2 separate regions of the Gossypium hirsutum genome follow, and region 2 is linked to region 1. A link is a contact called in public Hi-C data. All regions are on one chromosome and are shown on one strand. Each heading gives the region's core, a stretch centred on a gene start, on an enhancer-like site or on the middle of the called end of the contact. The rest is flanking DNA. Distances are from core to core; before and after follow the strand shown.

What was found. Hi-C and Micro-C count contacts between places; a contact is called where the count stands out from the background.
Region 2: a contact with region 1 is called in a Hi-C map of fibers, with 2.2 times the contacts expected there. The contact joins the promoter of LOC107942525 here to the enhancer-like site in region 1.

Annotation. Positions count from the first base shown.
Region 1 is chrD12:15,818,174-15,823,474 of Gossypium_hirsutum_v2.1, reverse strand. LOC107945444 reads right to left here. Exons shown (of 4, transcript XM_016879460.2): 4 at 1,955-4,314. The coding sequence ends at 2,159. Among protein-coding and RNA genes, the nearest start is that of LOC107945444, 18 kb to the right of the region's middle. Within about 2 kb of position 1,689, at least 6 of the 9 cell types and tissues checked have an H3K27ac peak or open chromatin away from gene starts, as enhancers often do. A contact at or near this core is called in fibers, where this site is marked.
Region 2 is chrD12:15,860,924-15,866,135 of Gossypium_hirsutum_v2.1, reverse strand. LOC107942525 (proline--tRNA ligase, cytoplasmic) reads right to left here and starts at 3,040. Exons shown (of 6, transcript XM_016876217.2): 1 at 2,731-3,040; 2 at 2,309-2,396; 3 at 1,364-1,497; 4 at 804-1,022; 5 at 476-569. The coding sequence starts at 1,378.

The DNA of each region.
Region 1 (5,301 bases), core at 440-2,939:
TCAATAACAAAAATGACAATTTTGTGCATTTTTTGGGTAATGGTCTTAAGACATGGTGAACATGTCCTGATACAGGGTTAGCTTAGTATTGAGACATGAACTTCATGGTCTTGAGACAGAACATCGAATGTAAGGGTCCAAAATAGGGGAAGCATGTCTCGAGACATCCAGTTGTACTTTGATAGCTGAGTTTGGATTTGAGTCTTGATTTTGAATTGGACCTCGAATAACCTTGAGACATGTTAGTTGGGTCCTTGAACATCTATTACATATGCTTATAATTATGAGTTGTGATTGTTTCCAAATTATGATAAATATATGTTATTTAGTTAGGAAATGTTTCAAGTAAGTGGCTCCTACAATCTGATGTAGTTGTTAAAAAAAAAAACTAGTTTGAAAACAGTTTTTTGCCACAGCGAAAAATTACAATTTTGAAACATGAGTCAGTTTATGATATTTATAGCAATAAAGTTTTCCCGAAAAATACCCATGCTTTGTGCGAGATGGATCCTAGACATTTTTAACTTTCAACCGAATGACCTTCTCCACCATTCTCATACCACAAATCACTTCGGGTGTGGGCTCGAACAATCACAAATCAAACACAGAACTAGAAACAATTTCTTACTTTCAATAGAAAAATAATTCTCTCTCAATAGAAACCAGTAGAACTGTTATTCCCAGAAAATTGAATTTATACTTAGAAAATAAATTATCACTATTTTCGGGCAGAATAACAATATCTCAAAGTTGTCTTTTTATCTCTACTAGTGTGATCTTTTTATAAGGAGAGATAGAAGAAGTCTGGTTGAATTGGTAGAACACAAATAAAACTTATTTGATAGGAAACTAGTTTCCTAGTTTAACTAGGAGAAGAGTTTGGGGTCTCACTTATATTGAGTCAAATTATATATGCTTTCTGGACTTTTAACCCAACAATTTATAATTTAATCCAAATCAATATCTGTTTTTATTTTCTTAAATAATTATTATTTATTAAATTGATTTAAATTAATTAATTTTTCAATTAAATAATTTTCTCAACCCAATTCTAATTTCGTTAAAGTAATGACAATTTTACCATAAAAGAATATGTGATAAAAATATATTTAATTTTTCATATTCAACGGATTCATAATGACCAATTAATTTAATTCTATTTTTAAATTTTAATTATTTAATTAAATAATAATTTGAAAAACTTAAATTAATTCTCAAAGTCATTTGTATGCTTAGTGAAAAAACACATTCCTTTCCGAATGTAACCCATTTATCTAACTTTATCATTTCCATCCATTTTCATTTCTTTTGTTCTTTATACAATTAGTTTCTGATTTCAATGAACTATTAGAGGGACTGATTAGACATGAATAATTAAGGATCATATATTTTATAATTAGGTTCCAACCTTTTTTCTATTAATAATAAATTTATTTACTCACGAAATCATTCTAGCATAATATCTTGACCAACTCTTCTTAATTACATATCATTATGAATTTTACTCGATCAGTAATCATCCAATTATGTTTTGAACTTACTTTGCAAATTCAACCAATTTGTCTCATACCTTTTGTCTCTCGCTTACCATAGGACGGCTATAGACGCATGATGACCTAAAACACCGTCTAAGCTCATCCACACAAAAAAGGGAAATATTAGTATCAACATAGAAAAATCATTATTACAAGATAAAGGGGATTTCCACATTACATGGTACCTCCACTTTTCCCCATGCAGTCTGTACCCACAGCACCTAGAAAACCCATCATAAGTCTAATTTTTTCTTACAAAAACTAACATTATCTTAGCCTCCATTAGATAACTTATCAGTACTTTTACGGGTCATTATTACGCAATGATGATGGGGGCGAACCTAGGCCCCTAACAACAGGGCATACGGGATTGTTTGTGCTCACTACTTAAAATACAGTTGGTTGTGATGAATTAATCCTTGCCTCTTAAAAGTAATGAATTAATTCGCTCTCACGTGTCTGAGTTTTAACAACAGGAATAATATTGACAATATATAGCTTTTGCCAGGCCATTTAAAAAATAAAATAAAATAAATTGAATCTCAACCAAGGATAGTTACAAAAGAGGAAAAACAAAACAAAACGTTTCCTTAGAACTCCGGTCCTCCAGCATGAAATGGAAATTAAGTACCACCTCCAGAGGTCCCTGAAGACTCGGCCACATTTTTCAGTCTCAATGTCATGGCAACTTCTTCGATCATTTTACCTCTATCAGCTGACCCAGATCCGTCCACGGCTCTGTTAAGCCTTTTCACCCAAATATCATAATCAACAGGGTATGGTGTTCCACAAAGGCTATCCACATAATCACTAAAGGCCTTAAGTAAAGGCGAAACTTCACCAAGATGCTGCTGAATCGATCGTGTTGCCCAGCTTTTCTCCCTCCATTGCAAAGCTGATTCAATAGAATCCTGTGGATGCATTCTGCCCCCTGTCACAAAGAATAGGAGGTACACAAGGCTCTCAGCATCAGATGCAGGACAGAGTTTACCATGCTGAAGTGCATGAGAGGACGAGAACTGCAAATTTATTGCTGGGCTGTCCCTGTCTTCCAGAACTGCACGCCCCCAAGAAACTGGGATATACAGAACTTTGTGTCTAGTACCTTGCATGTTGAAAACACGGATTATATTTTCAGGGGAAATATCACCATGCTGAACACTGGCCGTTGCTGCACTTCTTAGAGCAACTAGGCAGTCCCGGCAGCAGCGTAATGCATCATCAGAGGAAAATGGGCCGTCCCTAGCAACTATATATGAAAGTGGTTCGCCAACTGGTAACGTGACAAGAATTGGAGTTCCGCACCAAGGATGATCGCATCGCCCACTAGGAGTCTGCTTTTTGCAAGGACCAGGATGCAAAATTCGGCCAGAGGCAATTACTTCAGGTAAATATTTGCTTGAAACCCCTTGATGCTTCAATATGTTTAGTACCTTTGTTTGTCTTTGTACTTGATACCACAGACTCATATCCTCCCAAGAGGGCTCGAGTCTGGATGGATGGGCACCAACATACAATGTTAACAACTGTGTGGGGTAATCTAGAGAAATAGCACCATAGAGAAAATAGTTGCCTCCTATGAAGGACTCCTGTATCTGGAAACTTTTCTGGCCCTGTTGTTGATCCTCCAAGAGCAATATTTCTCCCTGCCTAAGCTTCAAGTGTGATGTATTTTTTACCAGGGGATTATCACTGTGATCAAGTTCAACAATCTCTCCATGTTGGTAGCCATCCTGTTGATAAGGTATTTTGGCATTTTCATTCTCAGCTAGGCGGCATTCTATTCTACGCTTCTGAAGACGAAGGCTATGAGCTGAGGCCAATGAGGATATTGACTTTCTTGGTGGTCCATTACACTGGACAATGGAATAGAAAGCAGCTAACAATACTTGAAGAGTCCCAAGATCTCCCCAATTTGCATTTCCAAGCCTATTCCATATTGTCTCTACTGATGAGAGGAGGACTTCAGCATGACATTTTATCCAATGGGCCACAGACTGGTACGGATCACCTGTGTTCAATTCTAGTTTACTAAGATCACCTCCAAGTTTTATCACTGCACCAAATTTAGAATCAAAAACCATAATAAAAACAGAATCATCGCTGATGGTTCTGGACTTGCTCAGACACCTAGAAATAAGTATGTGAACACCATAAAAGAGGGCTTCACATATGGTGCTGACGGACAATTTTAACTCATTTCCTGAGAGTATGTTTTGTCTAAATAAGACTAACTCCACTACTTGGTTCCAATGAACTTTTAGATTATTCCCATTTTTAGATATTAAAGCTAAACCGCGTAGCTCTTCTAACCTTCCTCTTGATATTGCTTTCTCAATAGCATAAAACTTAGATCCAGGATGATGGAAACAACATAGAGAGAATGGCAGTGGTCCACTTTTACGCCAAAATGTACGCCACAGACCATTTACAATAACATGAAGAAAGTCTTCCAAAGCATGATACCCATCTTCCTTTACACTTTTAGAAGCAAGAGGAGAACATGGCATTCGGAATAGTTGCTGAAAAAAAACCCCTTCCAATGCTAGATCAAGCTTGCGTAGTTCATCAGTCAGAAAGGGGGGCTTTAAAAATGGCTGCTCCCCTGTGACTTGATCCACACCATAGTTTTCCAAAATCCAATCATCAAGACTCTGGTTAAATAGCTCCTGGTCTATGAATTCCCTTCCAAAGTCCTTCAGCCCTTTGTAGACTCTTCTTGAAGTTTGAAAATACTTGCTTGAAGATGAAACTCCAGACACAGAATGGGTAGAGATAACTACATCACATTAAAATCCAAGCAATTTTAATTTAGAGGGTAATAATTGAATGCAGAAAAAGTTTAATGTGAGAGAAAATGGACAACTGCAGGCAAATTATTCTATGGTTGAACATGGAAAGTCCAAAGAGTTTTTTATGTTTATTCAGGAAAAGGAGGATTCAAACCCTACTATTTTGAACAGGGAGATCATGAACCAATCATTGAGCTAAATGCTCAGGATGCAAGGCCAAAGAATTTTCAGGCTCCATCCATGCACTTGTGCGTGCATGTAAGTATGGTTATGCATTTTTTTATACAAATACGACTCTGCGAGCTAACAGTTTTGTAATATTTCATCTTAAAAGGAAAAAATATAGTGTTCTCTAGCATCTTAGGATATATATGCCTCCATATTAGAGAAGTAATCTACTTAAAATAGATAAAAACTAAATTAATTTTACGAACTTCTATAACTTTTTTATATGAATAATAGTTTAACATACAAACCGTTGGATTTAGCAAGATAGTTCTACTTGATACACACGGTTATTTTTGAATCAATCCGATATCTTTATAACGATATGATGCTTTTCAAGATATGTTTAATGGTTCCAAGTTTTTTTACATTCAACAAATAGTTATATATTTTAATTTATTAAGACTTGATGTACATGATCTACGCGAATAAAACATGAAATATGATGACCAAGAGCAGCATATTCTAATATGTTCATTTCCTTTTCTTATTCCTCATTTTTTCTAACATTTAACTTCTTTTTTCTACTGAGAATTAAAAAAAAAAAAAAAAGCCTGATACAATGTATATGTTGTACTTGCCTTAGAACAAATCAGATCGACAAGGATAGCATCAATTGTGCATACCAAACAGTAATTCTAAATGGTCAAAAGGTTATCCTACATTGTTAATACAATAAAGAGTTATTAAGGACTAATTCAATGTAGCTTATAAAATCAAGTTCTTAAAAAGAAACTATAAAAAGTTAT
Region 2 (5,212 bases), core at 1,791-4,290, 41 kb before region 1:
TGAACCACATAAAAAAAGTAGGAGTTCTATATATGGTGAAAAGCCAATATTTGACTGCAACGTTATATAAAATTCTTATAGCCAATAGGTAAAACTGAAAGTTCATAAGTCATGATGATACCTTTGTGTCAATGTTATCAATGCAGTCCAAAACAAAATCAGGGTTTATCTATTTGATTAAAAAAATAAAAAATTATTTTATAAATTATTTTTTAATCAGGGTTTAAATTTGACAAATTTAAAGACTAAATGTTATTTTATCTATAGATGAATTGAAATGCCAACTAAGCTTCTTATATAGCAGCTCTGTCAAGGTTCTGAACTCCAGCAGAATCAATCAAACATAATCATTGACAATATATATAATTTTATATATAAAACTTTGTTTGCTCTAAATAAATTTGGATGGAAAAGGGTTAATTTCATATTCTTTAAATTATTTAAAATAAATGCTTGCATGGATGGAGTCAAGTACCTTCTGGGAGTTCAGGCTGTTCGAATGGGGTACAAAGAGACTTAGCTGCTCCCATCTCACCCCTTGTTCGAGCTTTCACATCTTTCTCCACCTCCTATATATACAAAACATAAAACATCATTTAAGAAAAATGAGCTACATATGCCTCGAGAGATTAGAATATGATCCAGCTCATGTTGTTGCCTAACAAAATACTTGAGATTAATGATGATTAATGATGCAGTTCTGAGAAAAAAGGGTAACAAATAAGCATTAAAACAATACCAATTAAATGCTAAATTATCATGATCCCTATAAATAATAAGGATTCTACAAATTAAAGTCATACCTCCTCATCACACCAATGAGCTAAGATCAGTTTCTTTTGCCCAAGAGCTTTTACAAACTCATCCCACATTTTTACAACTTCAATGCAGGCATCTCTTTTTTGTTTTGCCACATCGAATAAGTTCTGTTGAATCTTATCCAACATTCCTTTTACTTGTTCAACCAAAAAGACTCTAGAGATATTAGTCTTTTCTCCATTGTCACGGCGAACTGCACACACCTGTCCAATAAAACACATTCTGGTTTCAATAATAAGAAAATAATACATAAAAGAATAGAAGGAAAGCAGAAATAAGAAAAAAAAAAGGTTAATTGCATGACCTTAGAGAGTTAAGAAAATACGTAATTTTGTTTTGGACTTAAAGAGCATAATTTTGAGTACTATTCGAAGTTATGAATTCCGAGGACATGTAAGAGAAGTGCACAAGGCTACTAATAGGAAAATGGACAGCAAATAATCATCTTTTACGTAATAATTAAACAAATAAGCTATCCGGTTTTTCTTTTGGTTTGAGTTGGTAAAACGTTAGGCATGTTCGTATTCAAAATAAGTTTTCTGACCTTTAAATTTTTCATTATTGTTGCAAATAGAAGCACCGTCACTGAAATGAGAATCTCGACATGCTCTTTGTCTTTCTAGTTACAGGCTTCTGTTAGCAGTATTGCTATCAAAATTTACAATTGCATTGAAGAACCTGCAAGAATCAAAAAATTTAAAGTACATATGCATCATAAATTTAATTAAACCGTTGACAAGGGAAGGCGGAAAATAAAAATTAAAAGAAAAACAAAACTTCCAAAAGTTCTATAAAAGTAAAACATGTACAAGTTCCCCTAGTCATACAAAAGAATTAAAAAGCTGAAGGTGCATATAACAACAATTTTATGATCAAATTCTTATCAGCACATTCTAGAGCGAAAAATCAATGAAAGAACACTGACCTTATAAAATCAAAACCATTACTTTCTAGGTGCATCAAAAGCCCACACTATTTGCCTAAAAGATAAAATCAAAATAGTTTGATTTTTGTGTTCACCACTTTAACAAAAGCTTGGTTTTTCAAGCTCAACTGAAAACATAGGTTAACTAAGCTTAAAAATTTGTTCCTCAAAACTTTCCAGAATAACCATATGCTGAAGACAAAGATCGCATTGACATTTAGCATTTCAAAGAAACCAGCATCTAAGAGCAAAATATAAACTAGCCACACATTGAAGAATTGATACAAAGATAAAACTGGCATCTTGTAAAGAACACCATGTCAAGCTTCACAAATTATTTTGTCATTTCCTCTGATTGGGGGAGGATGCTGAATGGGTATGTGCTAGCATCCAAAAAAACATATCAGTCACTAGAGTCTTCATAATCTAATTCCATAAACTTATCAAAGGAACAGTCATCTCCAGTCCCATGTACAAGTTGATCACATAACCTTGGAATTGAATCATGAATGTATGCATTACATGCATGCATAGGAGTGAAAACAGAGATAAGGTAGAACTTACAAACGAACTTGAGGGCATTGGGTTGAACAGAGACCAATGGATTACTCCCGTCTGGGTCCACCGCCAACACCTGGATGATCTTCACTCTCTTATAGAAAGGAAAACAAAGAAGAAAAATAAACAATCAAAACCACCCACAACAATCTTTCAAAACCAAAAAGGAAAAGATAAACCAACCCCAAAAACTTTGAAAACCCAATGATCCAAAAAAAAGTGTTTCTATTTTTTTTTTTATTTTGTTAGGAGCTTTGGTGCCACCCTGAGAATGCCAAACTGCGGTTTCCACGAGATGGATAGAAAAACAAGGAAAGAAGAAGAGATGGTGACAGGTGTTAACATAAACACTGGTATGAACAGTCGTTAACAGAAACTGAAGAAAATGAAACATGGGTTTTGCTTATTCTTAAATTAAAAGATGGTACCAGGATCAGGAAGAGGGGGCGCAGTGAAATGGAGCTGTACATTTGAAAACTTCTTCGGATCTGTGATGGAATCGCATAGAGCAGCTAAAGCTTGTGGATTAAGAAAAGTTCTGCAGAGAAAAATCTAGGGTTCCAAATTTGGGCGTTTAAGAATTGAGGTTAAGGAAGAAAAAATAGCAATAGGTATGGCGTTAAAAGTTTTGAAGGACGGTGTGTTTGTAAAGTTGGGGGTTTCAAGGGGGGAAATTAGGGAGGGATTTCAGTGGGGAAAATTTATAAAATGGCGCTTTTTTTTTGAAGTAAAATTAATTTTTGTGGCATTTCTATTACTTTTTATTATACTGTTTTGTGGTTAAAATTTTTTAATTTAAACATCTAATTTTGAGGTTAAAATTTTGAGATATTAAATTTTTTATTTTTTAATTTAAACATCTAATTTTACGGTTAAAATCATCAATGTAGCAATTAAAAAATGATAAAATAATTTTGTAGTCTTTAATGTTTGTAATTTTTATTAATTTGGTCTTTTCTTTAAAAGTATATAAATATTATAAAAATAAAAGTTTAAAATATTTTTAAAATTTTTTAAAAAAATTAAAATCTTTTAAAATTCATTTTAAAATTTTAAATCACGAAAAATATAAAACCTTTCAAAATTTAGAAAAATATATGTTATTTACTTTTAAATGATAATTATAAATGTTCACTACCCATACAACACACCTAGTCCAAAATATGGTTAGGCTTAGATTTATATTTTTTATTGTTTTTAAACAATGAAATTGGTGATTCGGGTAAAACGAGCTTGAAGTTGAAAAAGTTTTTAAAATTGGACATTGGTAACACCTAATCCATAAACCTTAAAATGGTAACACCTAAATCTTAAACTCTAAACCATGCATTATAATAGTCAAATCATTAACGCTAAACCGTAAACCATAAACATCAAGCCCTAAAACAATAAATTTGATCATTATCTTATAAGCCGTAAACACTAACCTCATATTAACACTAAAATGTAAACTCTAAACCTTAAACCCCAATCCCCAAGCCCTAAACCTAAACCCTGAACTCAAAACTGTAATCCTAAAATAATAAACATTATGATGATATTTATTCATCATTATCCACTAACCCGACCCAAATCCAAATGCAAACCCTGCTCTGCTCTGCTCATTTTGTTTTCCCAACCCTGGACCTCAGCACTCGCCACTCACCCACCCTAACGAAGTACCTAACGTAATTCGATTAATGATTGCAAATATAAGATATTTGCTTTCTTTTGCCCTTGGGCTATTCAGATAAATTAGACCTACTTGTCCACTACTACCACTATACCGCCTGAAGCAGCATTCGGCTCTAGACTTGAGACTCAGCTAACAAATTTTTGTTATCAAGAAAAAACAAACAGCTTTTTCTTTTCGGGAGCAAATCGTCCAACTAACCCCACCAACTCTACTAGCTAAATTGAATCCCAACTTCACTTAATTATTTTCTAAAATTCAATATTTAATAAATTTTATTCGAATTTCAATATTTATAATATTTTCCTATAACCCTTTCTCAGCCTAAAAAACCTAGTATTAATTTCTTGTGGGTATTAGACCAAGTAACAACCTTATTTGTCCCTTTTCATTCATTTTCAGTTCTTACTCTTGAGTAGGTACTATATATTAGGTCATTGTTGTGTTCATGTATTACCTTACTCTTTCATTAATTCATTATTTATCACGATATTTGGTGTTTTATATTACTTTCTTTTATTTATATAGTCGAACTATCAAAATTTATTATTCTTATAAAAATTTATTCTATTTTTTATTCTTTACAACACAACAATTTAAGTTTTATGCTATTTTATTTTACTCCTAATTTAATATATTTTTCTAGTAAAGTAGTTTAAATAAACTGTGATTGAAAAATAATAATAAATAGTTAGGAGTTAGGACTTCTCTTTAACAAAAACATTCTGGATTAAACAATATTATTTGTTATCATTTTAATGTAAATTTGACCAATATATAATAAATACAACGAAATATTAATTTTTTTCAACTTATAATAAAAAAATATAATTGAAACATTACTTGAGAATATATTAAAGAATGAGATAATTGAAATGGTTTTAGATTTTATTATTAGCGGCGTTTTTGAAAAAACGCCGCTAAAGGCACGAGCATTAGCGGCGCTTTCTCAAAAACACTGCTAAAGGCACGAGCATTAGTGGCGCTTCTTCAAAAACGCCGCTAAAGGCACGAGCATTAGCGGCGCTTTCTCAAAAACGCCGCTAAAGCCCCGAGCATTAGCGGCGCTTTCTCAAAAACGCCGCTAAAGCCCCGAGCATTAGCGGCGCTCCTCAAAACTTTGAAAACGGCGTCATTCGGCTTTTTTTTTGTGGCGCTTCTTGGAAAACGCCGCTAATACTTATTTTTAGCGGCGTTTTTCAAAATGCGCCTCTAATTCTCAATCTTTAGCGGAGTTT